2 separate regions of the Mus musculus genome follow, and region 1 is linked to region 2. The links are chromatin contacts, called in public Hi-C maps. All regions are on one chromosome and are shown on one strand. The core of a region is the stretch at or near the end of the contact, and the rest is flanking DNA. Distances in the headings are between cores, read along the strand shown. Region 1 has its middle 24 kb from the start of Nhlh2. Region 2 overlaps Slc22a15 (solute carrier family 22 (organic anion/cation transporter), member 15).

Region 1 (5,378 bases), core at 1,267-3,766, 100 kb before region 2:
GTGAGACTTAGTTGCTGCAGTAAAGATTATTTCAGGGTTTCTAACCCACCTTAAGTCATGTAGTTCCCGAATAAAAGACACAAAACCTTTACATTTATAATAAGCCTTGAGATAGCAGAGCTGGGCAGATATCAGCCCTCTATGCTAGTTTGCCTACCTTCCTGTCAGTAACCCTGAAATATCACTTCCATCTTCTGCCTGGGCCACTCCTATTCCACCAGGCCAGCCCTCATGGCCAAGTGCTCAGAATCCACCAACCCCATTGAGCCTTCTCCTTCCTCTTATGATCCCCTGTGGTCCCTGCCTCAGACCCCAAGCCCTGGAACCAAAGCCCCATCTTTCTCTCTTCTGCCCAACTATAGGCTGTAGGCATCTTTATTAACTAATCATGGATAACTTGGGGGCAAGGCTTATACAACTAAAGCTGATATATATGAGAATCTGCTCATCTTGGAGCAATCAGATCTTAGGGTTTAGAATTTAGCATTTAAATACAATGAAATTAAATTAGCATTTAATATAGTATCAGACCAAACCGCTACACTACCCAGTCTCTACTCAGTGTATTAGTCCACCCTGTAAGGGTCTCCCCTTTTTGAATCAGAGGCACCAGCTTTCTTCTAGGGAAAACCTTGACTCTTATTTTGTGGACATAGAAACATAAACAATAGTTGGGTTAAGTAGTCTAATGCAACCACACACATAACTCACAGATCCACCCCTCCATTGTGTGAAAGTTAGACTCTGTGCTTGTAAATCTACACTCAGGGAGGCTTTTATTAAACACTTCAAACTCCTGACACAGAGGAGCCTGGACTCATCAGAGCTGAAGAATCCCTGCTCTTGTTTTAGAGCCCTTTGCCATCATCTTTCTCACTGTAGGTTTCATTCAGGACATGTTTTGTTCTAGCACAGTATATAATGGACCTTGAGTATGCTCCCTTCATTATTCTCTTCTTCTCCTTCCCCTCTTATTACCCCCTTAATGGAACAAGTCTGCCTTCTACTTTATGGCCCTGTGTGTGTGTGTGTGTGTGTGTGTCTGTGTGTGTGTGTGTGTCTGTGTGTACACATGGTAGAGGGTTGAAGAGGGGGAATGAGAGGTTATTTACTTGAGCAAGGGCAACCTACCCATGACTACACCAGTAACCATTATGACTCATCTCCCTAATGACTATATCTCCTTGGAGTGGGCTAAGGCCTCGTGAGTGCTTTCCTTATCCTGATGAAATATTGATAGACCGAGGATTGAGCAAATCTTGTTCAGTTAGTTGGGTACCACCGCTATGAGCTCATGGGTGCAGTAACCATGTCATGGCCAAAGGCTAACATTTCATAGAGCTCCTTTCTATCTTTCTGTTCCCTGTTGCTTGAATGTTTTGACAAGCCAAAAGATCTCAGACCACCCAGCCATTGGGCTTTTGAATATATCTACAGTGCTAGGCATGAACTCCCTCCTGCCGAGCAGGTCTCATATTCAGTCAGAAAGTGGTTGGTTTCCCCCAACAACCATGCCACCGTTGCACCAGGGGCCACATCCTGCCTAACGACACATGGCAGCCATGGTAGCCCAGGTGACTCTTCTTCCCAGGACTTTTAGTTTTTTAAGTGATGCCCAGAAAGTCTCTGTGAGGACTAGTAATCTGGGGAGTAGCCCATTGCTGTCACCTTAGGGACACTCCCCTGAGCTGTCCTTGATGTTTTGGCCAGTTGTTTACTACCTTCTGTTTGTTATTTATGGAAAGTGACCAAATATTTCTAGATATTGGCAGCACAAGTATTAATAACATGTGATTCAGGGCTGGGGAGATAGCTCAGCAGATAAAATACTTGCTGCTCAAACGTGATGGCCTGAGTTCAGACCCTAGCACCACATCTATAAATACAAATATAAAATAAATATAAATCGAGGCTTTATGACACACATCTATAACCCTTATTCTTGGGGTTGAAGATTTTTGGGGGGTGGGAGGTAGCTCTCTGGTTAGTCAACTTAACCTTGTGGGTGAGCTCCTGGTCTTAGGATTGACTCAACAACAACAACAACAACAACAACAATAATAATAAACAATTTAGGAAGATATCTCATTGTCAGAATCCGGCTTCCACATGAATCCACACCTCGACAAATCACATACACACACACACACACACCCCACATGCACACACACAGTAAGACATCTGGGTGGGACTTGGGTACAACCCTAACCTACCTTCTTGCTCCCCTGGGTGTTCTGCTAGTGTGAACAGGTCCTTCTTACATGTTCCAGTGATATGTATGAAACATCCGTAATGACAGTTACCACTTGGCATCAGCTATGTGTCATAGGCAATTGAGTTGTCTACAGACATCTTGCTTTTCCTAATTCCCTGGAATGTGTTGCCTTGTAACTACATGCATAATGGCATGATCACGTGACTTGCTTCAGCCAATTTGAAAATGTAACTGACTGTGAGGGAAAGAAGTTTGGTGGAAACAGTGGGGAGGGCAGCAATGACCTACTTGGTGGTTTCTTTGCCATTTGCTGAGCACTCTCTGTTGGCCACGGCACTGTGAGCTTACACACAACTCCTTTGTTCTCTTTGCTGCCCTTTGAGTTTGAACAGAGTCCAAGGTTACATGGAGGAGTTACACACGGGCTAGGGCACGACTAGTCAGGTGAGTGATGAGACTTGAACCCAGGCAGCCTGACTCTATTGCATCAATTGTAGCAATTCTAGAACCTCCTGCATCACCTGCCTTAGCATTAACAGGAGAGGTAGTAGCCAAGCCAACACTAAGAACACTTCCGTTTTTCTGTGTTTGCAGTCTCATTGATTCTGTATACAGTGGTATCTTACTTAATGTGCCTTAGATCCACCGTCTATAACAGGTTCTCTACCACCCGCTTGCTGGACACAGACCAGTCACTGCTTTCCTTACTGGCTGCAACCTCCTCCCGCTGCCATCTGTTTCTGTGATGATTAAGATCCAATGATTTAAAAAGGGTTAGGAAGAGGGCTGTGACTCCCAGGATTCGATTTCTCCTCAATGAGACAGTTGTTCTGGTTTGTTTATTTTTATGTGGCCTTACTGATCGTATGTTAAGCGTGGTGCACACCAGTCAGCCAGCTTCGTGATTAGCAGGGAAATGTTTTTATTTGTGAGCTTCTGCTGCCTCCCACTCCCAAATTACACAGCAGATGAAAAACAAGGTCACACAAGATTTCAATTCTGATCTAATAACCAGACGGCATATAGGAGATGCATAGTCATTCCTTGGGGGTTGCATTATAAAGCAATTCCACAGTGTGTACCAAGCAAATTTAATCCCCTCTGGACCCCAGGAAGCAAACCGGGCAGGTGCCACTATGCCCCTTTTATAAGCAAAGATGTGTAGAGAAAGTGACTTGTCCAAGGTCACAGTGCAGTGGAGCAGGGCAACAGCTGGACCCCTGGGGACTGATCTTTAGCATCACCATCCTCTTTGCCCCCAACCTGCTTCCTCCCCATAGCCAGGAAAAGGCATTACCTGATCCCTGCTCAGATTTCTCACTCTAAGGAGGGTCAGCTCTGACTACAGCTAAGAAACACTGGGCACACAAGGCAGCCTACATCTTTAGAGACAAGCACTGCTTTGTGCCATGTATTGCTTGGTTTGGTTTTGACTTCCTGGTTAGCAAGGAACATTTGGACCCAAGTGCTCCAATCAGGGTGCCATGAACCTGACTCTTTCCTAAGTCTGGGCTTCTTGTGTGTTGAATGAAGAAGTCACGCGGGATGCTTTAGGACCTTCTAATGCTAGAGACAGTCTGGAAGGTCCTGAGTGCTCGCAATTGGCCTTGCATGGGAAGAAATATCTGCCTTTCCAGTATAAAGGCTTGGCAGTGTAGGTCTGTTCCCCTAGGGGCTGGAGTTCTCAATCACACCTCCACCCCCATCTTTGTCTCTGTCTGTCTGTCTGTCTGTCTGTCTGTCTCCCCCTCCTTTTGTGTGTGTATATCTTATTTTATTACATGATGAAATCATGAAGTATTCAGCTTCGTAGCCTTTTTAATTGACATATTTGGATACCTTTGAAGTCTTTAAACTTATTTTCAAAATTTTGACTTTCAGAAGCAAAGCCATAAAGCTCTGTTGGTAAGGTGCTTGCCTAGAACTCAAGAAGCCCGGAATCTGAGCTCCAAAGCTGCACAAATCAGGCGCAGTGGCATATGCCTGTAATCCCAGCCGCTCAGGCACAGACAGGAGGATTAGAATGGAAAGGTCACCCTTGGTTATGTAGTGAGTTCAAGGTCAACCTAGGATACATGAAGCCCTGTCTCAAGAACAACAACAAAATGAAAAAGCTTGAGATTTAAAGGCCGTAAAAAAAAAAAAAAAAGTAATCCCATCATGTTGATAAACTGATAATTTTATCCAATCAACTATATTATATTATATTAGCCATTTAAGTAATTTCTCTTTTTGGTTTAACATCTTTGTGAATAAAATTGTGTTCACCTAGACAGAGGAGATGCCTCAATGAATAAACTCCTGGCCAAGGAAGTGGGATTCAACGTTTGGATCCCCAGAACCCACATCAATGCAAGGTGGGTGGGTTGTCTGGCTGTAACTTGAGCGTTCAGAAGGGAGAGGCAGGATCCTCAGAGGAAGCTGAGTAGCCAGATTAACCATATTCCGGAGCTCTGGGCTCCAGCGTGAGTCATTCTTTTAAGGAATAAGTTATTTTAGTTTTTAAGACTCTAAATCTGCTGCCTGTCATATGTGTAGTAGATACTTTACCCTTGTTTTTCCCCATCTAAAAATGATCTTAGACTGATATGTTTATGTTAAGCTTCATTTTCTTTAAAGAATCCTGTTCCCTTTTCACCTCCTCTAATGCACAAGTTTAGAAAATTCTTCCCCACCCAGAACACTAACCAATTTTAATCTTAATACTTTCAAGTTTGAGTGCATTTAAAGTTTTCTCTTTTATACATCTGGCTTTATTTTGATGCGTTAAGTATGTGAGACCACACATTTTTTTCTTTGTTTAGACGCAGCGAGATTCTTGGCTGATTCAGATGGACTGGATCTTGACAGGTAAATCAGACAAAGATTTTAAAAAAGAAGTCCAATACGGTTTGAGGCTGGAAGAATTCATCCTTTTTTTTTCATAATATTTTAATAGATCATTTGGGAATTTCATATTCTGAATCCCAAGCACAGTCCCTTCCCAGCCCTCTTTGGTCTGCTCCTCCCATCTTATGTTCTCCTCCCTCCTTAATAATAATAATAATAATAGTAATAATAATAATAATGATGATGATGATGATGATGATGATGATGTCTAATTTGTGTTGCTCATATACTCACTGGAGTGTGATCAAACTCCTTAAAGAAAACTGAGCCCTTC
Region 2 (5,524 bases), core at 1,604-4,103:
GATATCTGGTGTTCGAACCAGACTCCTGGCAGAAGTTGTGTTCCACTCACTAGAGGTCTTAGGATCACGTGTGGAATCCTGTGTGGGCCCTTGCGGGTGTCAGGCGACTCAGCTGGCAAGGTAGCCGGGGCTCGAGTGGAGTGGAAGGGGTTTGTGCCCCAGATCAAGCCCGGGTAGCCTGCTTCCCTATGTACAGCAGTCTCAAGTTCCGCGCGATTGGATTGGGGCAGGCACTGTGATCCACTCACCAGAGGTCTTAGGGTCCCGTGGGGAGTCCCGTGTGGACCCTTGCGGGTGTTGGGCAAGACTCTGTTGGCAAGGTAGCCCGGGGCTCGAGTCTCGAGTCGAGCGGAAGGGACTTGTGCCCCAGATCAGGCCCGGGTAGCCTGCTTCCCTATGTACCGCAGTCTCAAGTTCCGCGCGATTGGATTGGGGCAGGCACTGTGGTCCACTCACCAGAGGTCTTAGGGTCCCGTGGGGAGTCCCGTGTGGGCCCTTGCGGGTGTTGGGCAAGACTCTGCTGGCAAGGTAGCCCGGGGCTCGAGTCTCGAGTCGAGCGGAAGGGCTATGTAAATGTTTATACATATGCACATATATTCCTAAATATAACCTCATCAGTCCATATAATGTTATTCATATGTATGCTTTCAAGGCTGAGCACTTGGCAGCAGTTGGTGTGCTCTTACCTAAGGAAGACCTTCCTCCCCTTCCCAGCCTGCCTCAGGTACCCGTAGTTATGTGTGTAAGGTTGAGACTTCGTGGGCTTTTCCCTGTCCATCTTGGCATGTCCACTGATATCGCCATAGTTCAGCTTACCTCTGGGCCGCAGTAATGTTGGTGAGATTTTATGAATGTAGCTTCTAACGTTTCTAGGAAACACAGTCTCATAGTAATGACCCCCCCCACTGGCGCCCCGATCTGCTGGCTCTCACAGTCTTCCCACCCCTCTTCCGCATTGTCTCCTGAGCCTTAGTTGAGGGAATGTTCAGTAGCTGTGTCCACTGGGATGAGGTGCCGCGATTCTGCATTGGTTGGTTGTGTTTCTCAGTACTTGTGTCTGTTGCAAAGAGAGATTTCCTTGATGAGGGATGAACACTACACTTAGATGTCCAATATAAGGACAGATGGTTATAGATCATTGTTATAGATTGTGCTGTTTAAGTAAATTAGTGGTTGTAGCGACTCCTCCAATAGCCACGTCGTCACTAACACTGAGTTTCTAGCACCAGGCATGGTTTCCTTCTTGCTGAGCAGGACTTAAGATTGATTAGTGAGAAGCTGATTACAACTAAGGCATGCGTGCCACTTCTGCACCATTAGGGCGACTGTGCCGTGCCGGCTGTTGGTGTGGCTGACTAGGGCCGTAGCTGGAAGGACTGGTGGTTGCCTCCCCGCCCTCAGAAGCTTACTGCCGCGAAGACATAGCTTTTAATTAGGGGATGCCGAGAAAATAAGCAAGTTCAGAGAATTCTAAGGACAGTGAGAAAAATTAAGCAATGAGATGGGACAGATAGTAATTTCCAGAGTAGTTAAATAAGCTGTTAAATAGTCTGGTTTGAGAAAAAAACCTCAGAGTATATGTTTGAGTTAAGATTTAGATGAATAGGAAAACCTGAGCACGTGCAATTCAGGAAACGAAATTCCTGAAGTTGGAATGGCAAGGACCAAGGCCTGAGGTCCTACTAGGGTGCAGTAGGAAAAGGTGAAAGAAGGGGTGGGGGAGAGAGGAATGAGAAGGGGGTGCTTGGCCCAAAGTGAGCTGCATGAGCAATAACGAGTTTTTATCCAAAATGCAGACAAAGGTCACGGGACTTAAGTTACATAAAGGAATGATGGGACCTCACCCAGAAAGATTGTTCTCATGAATATATGACCACAGAAAAGAGAAAAATAAAAACTGAGGGGTCGTTAAGGGAGCCGTGTAGTTGGTTATGTGAGCCCAGTGATGGTTTAGACTTGGTGGGGACTGCTACAGAGAGAGAGAGAGGAGGGGAAACTGAGTTAGATTTGGATGGCCATGACCTGGAGAGGGACCAGCAGAGAAGGGGACACAGGCCCAAGCATTGCTTCAGGATTTGGGTCTGAAAACAGGGGCAGTCACTGGTGCCTTTTACAAAATCAAGTCAGAACTTGATATCTTCTAGCCTGCCAACATTTAGCAGGTTTAGCCTGCTCCTAACTGAGCAGGAACAAGAGACTCGAAATGTATTTCTTATGAAATACATAGGAAACAAACGTGAATGAAAGCACAAAGACCCCAAGGCACAGAAACATTAAGTAGGCCACACATGGGATTCCAGGGTCGCAATGATAAAGGAACTTGGAATCCTCACATTTACAATGCTCTGAGCCAGTCAGGTCTGTAGCTCTTTTCCTTGGGCCTGCCGTCATTTATAGGTATGTATGTGTGGCTTCCCCCTGGACCTTAGCTGTGCCTGCTCATCAGATTCAACACTACCTTCTCTCCACATACAACTGACATTTACTGTCTGGACCTCTGCCTGCTACTGTCATCACAGTGTGTAAGCTGGAAGCCTCTGGTTATGATTATCCACCGAGCTACAGCATCCCTTTGGATCATCTCCCTTGTCCACCATGTCCATTTGATTGTGACGGATGCTCAGCTCTAAAGAGGGTGGATAGAGAGGGAACCCAGTCACTCAGCATCTCGTGTCAGTGCAGCTAGGCCGAGGAGATTTCTGGAACCTGGAAGTCGGGCGCTTCTCTGTTCTCCATCCTGTCTGAAAACTTTCTTAGCCAGAGATGAGACCCAGGAGCTCTGAGCATAGTATTTGAAGTGACAAGATCTGATTGGTCCATCAAGGGTTACTCTTAGCACTAAGGCAACCGTGATTGGTAGTCCCCATTTGAATGGCAGAAGCAATAAGAAAGAGTCAGTCCTCCTGTACAGCGTGGTTGAGGGTTTCTTGAAATTAGAAAGGAAAGGAAGGCAGAAAGAAAATCTTCTGATAAGGATACTCATAATTAGATATCCTCCCTGCCCTGACCCAGATTAATAGATAAGAGTACATACAAACCCAAACCCAGATTAATAGATAAGAGTACATACAAACCCAAACCCAGATTAATAGATAAGAGTACATACAAACCCAAACCCAGATTGTAATAGGATGCTGTAAGAGGTAATTGCAGTTGTCAACTTGTGTTAGGAAATACGTTCTTGAGCACACTTTGGGGCATGCCTGAGATAGAGTGTCCAGAGAAGATGACCTGAGAGGGGAAGTTCCACCCTGAAGATGGTGGCCCCATCCTATGGGCTGAGAGTGCAGACCAAGGAAAGCAGAAAACAACAAAAGATGAGTGAGTTCCAGCATTCATCTCTCCGCTCCCTGATCAGCCCAGGCATGAACAAGCAGCCTCACACTCCCCCTGCTGTGCTTCTCCACCCTCTCAGACTCCAGCCCTCTCAGAATGGACGGACGCCAAAATAAACCCTTCCACCCTTACACTGAGTTCTCTCAGACACTCCATCACTGTGAGGAGAAAAGTACAGAGATTACAAATATAACACTTGTCTCACAAGCATTATTTTTTGGAAGCTATTAATAATGAACACTGCCTCTTGAGTTGTTTTTATTTCAATGATGAGAAGACAGACATTCAAGATGATTTAGTGACTTGCTCAAAATCACACTGTAGTACAGTGGTTCTCAGTCTTCCTAATGCTGTGACCCTTTAATACAGTTCCTCATGTTGTGGTGACCCCCAGCCATAACATTATCTTTGTTGCTACTTCATAGCTGTAGTTTTGTTAGTTATGAACCATAATATAAATATCTAATATACAGGCTAGCTGATATGTGACCCCTGTGAAAGGGCCACGACCCAGAGGTTGAGAACCACTGCTCTAGTATTTGGTAGAATTGGGGTTTAAATTTGATCCCTCTGAAACCAGCCTATACTATCCCCTGACTGTGTGGTCATGGGTAAATACTGAGCGACAGAGAAAGAAGCCGTATCCTTGGAAGCCAGCCAGGTGCTATTTGACATACTATAATGAGTCCGCAAACAGCTAGCTATTGATTGTCTCAAATTTCCAGAGGCCTCCATATTGTCTCTATTCCCTCACTTGCTGAATTCTGCTTTCAGAATGCTGAACACACACACACACACACACACACACACACACACACACCCTTTTGGCTCTTTCTTTTCCTAATTAGGGTAAAAAAAATATGCAAGTCACCATGTTTTTTTCATAAAGTGATAAGTTATGAAAAAAGATCAAAGAAAATACTTATTATCATAGAAAAAATAAAACTAAAACCAGCAAAGCCCATCTAAAAACTGCCTTTCCTGCCAGGCAATGATGGCACACACCTTGAATCCCAACTTCTGGGAGACAGAGGATGTCAGATCTCTGTGAGTTCAAGGCCAGCCTGGTCTACAGAGTGAGTTCCAGCACATCCAGGGCTACCCAGAGAAACCCTGTCTCAGAAAACAATAAAACACCCTGCATTTCCATAGAGATGAGAAAGGAGATGGGAACAGCTCAGAGTGCAGTGGAGCCTGTACAGGGCCTGGCTTTGCCATAATCTCACATGCTGTATTGGAGACATCTTCCCCTAACCCGCAAGCTATTTTCTTGCTTCAGTGTGCGGTTAATAATGGTACTTGTTTCATAAAACATCACACACAATAGATTATTCTCAACAAAACTCAATAACCTGCCCACAGTGATAAAAGCAGGTACAGAAAGTGCCAGAGGTACAGAATTTGCAAGAACATCAGGCGAACTGGCACATTTAATCTTTATCTCAACACTTATTTTAAAAAACATAGGCTTCTTTACGGTTCTGTGGTTGATATTTTTCCATTAGTGTTTCGACAAAAATACGTGCTTCAAACAGATTGTGTTCCTACTTGGGAGAGGCAGGTGAGAAACAAGAAAATGTAAAGAGTCATATATCTGATGGTGATAAATTAAGTAGAGAAAAGAGGGGGAGTGGGGGTGGCTCAAGATATTTTCATGAATAGCCTCTGTAATAAAGATTAAGAGCCAGGAGCTGGAAGCTGGCTTGGTGCGTTCAGACCCTCTCTGACAGGCCTATCAGAGTTTGATCTGTGGAACCCACGTGGTGGAAGGAAGGAACCAGCTACCACAAGTCACCTTCCGACTTCCTCAAGTGCACTGTGGCACATGCAAGCCCACACACATAGAGACACACATAACAATAAATAAAACAACAGAATGCAACCCCTTTAAAAGATTAAGACCAGCATTGCAGGAACTGCATGACCCAAAAGCCACATCACCCCCACTGAAAAATATATCTTCAGCCTCAGCCCCAGATGCAGACAGAAGTCATTGCAACACCCAGGATAGAAAGCGCTTGACTAAAACCTTGAACTTCTTTCTCGTCCACACAGGGTACATGTTTTCAGCTGCCCTCCTACCATTTCCACAGATTTCTGGCCCTTCTTGGTGCTATATCGTTAGAAGCTGGGTGCTATGTGGTCTTTGCCCCTCCTCTGCCTCTCACACTTAGTAGGGCAAGACTGA

What was found. A called contact is a pair of places that touch in the nucleus more often than the background predicts.
Region 1: a contact with region 2 is called in a Hi-C map of the MNK3 cell line, with 6 times the contacts expected there. The contact joins two enhancer-like sites. A contact is called at or near these places in 7 of 484 Hi-C or Micro-C datasets (ECoMG myeloid progenitors, the HL-1 cell line, the MNK3 cell line and 4 more), 1 of 115 datasets of contacts at active chromatin or transcription factors (a beta-TC-6 cell line) and 3 of 9 other capture datasets (adipose tissue, embryonic stem cells and liver).

What each region holds. Positions count from the first base shown.
Region 1 is chr3:101,983,384-101,988,761 of GRCm38.p6, reverse strand. No RefSeq gene overlaps it. Among named protein-coding and RNA genes, the nearest start is that of Nhlh2, 24 kb to the left of the region's middle. Within about 2 kb of position 2,516, at least 4 of the 459 cell types and tissues checked have an H3K27ac peak or open chromatin away from gene starts, as enhancers often do. A contact at or near this core is called in the MNK3 cell line, where this site is marked.
Region 2 is chr3:101,883,685-101,889,208 of GRCm38.p6, reverse strand. The region is part of intron 4 of Slc22a15 (solute carrier family 22 (organic anion/cation transporter), member 15); the gene reads left to right. Among named protein-coding and RNA genes, the nearest start is that of Slc22a15, 38 kb to the left of the region's middle. Within about 2 kb of position 2,853, at least 31 of the 459 cell types and tissues checked have an H3K27ac peak or open chromatin away from gene starts, as enhancers often do. A contact at or near this core is called in the MNK3 cell line, where this site is marked.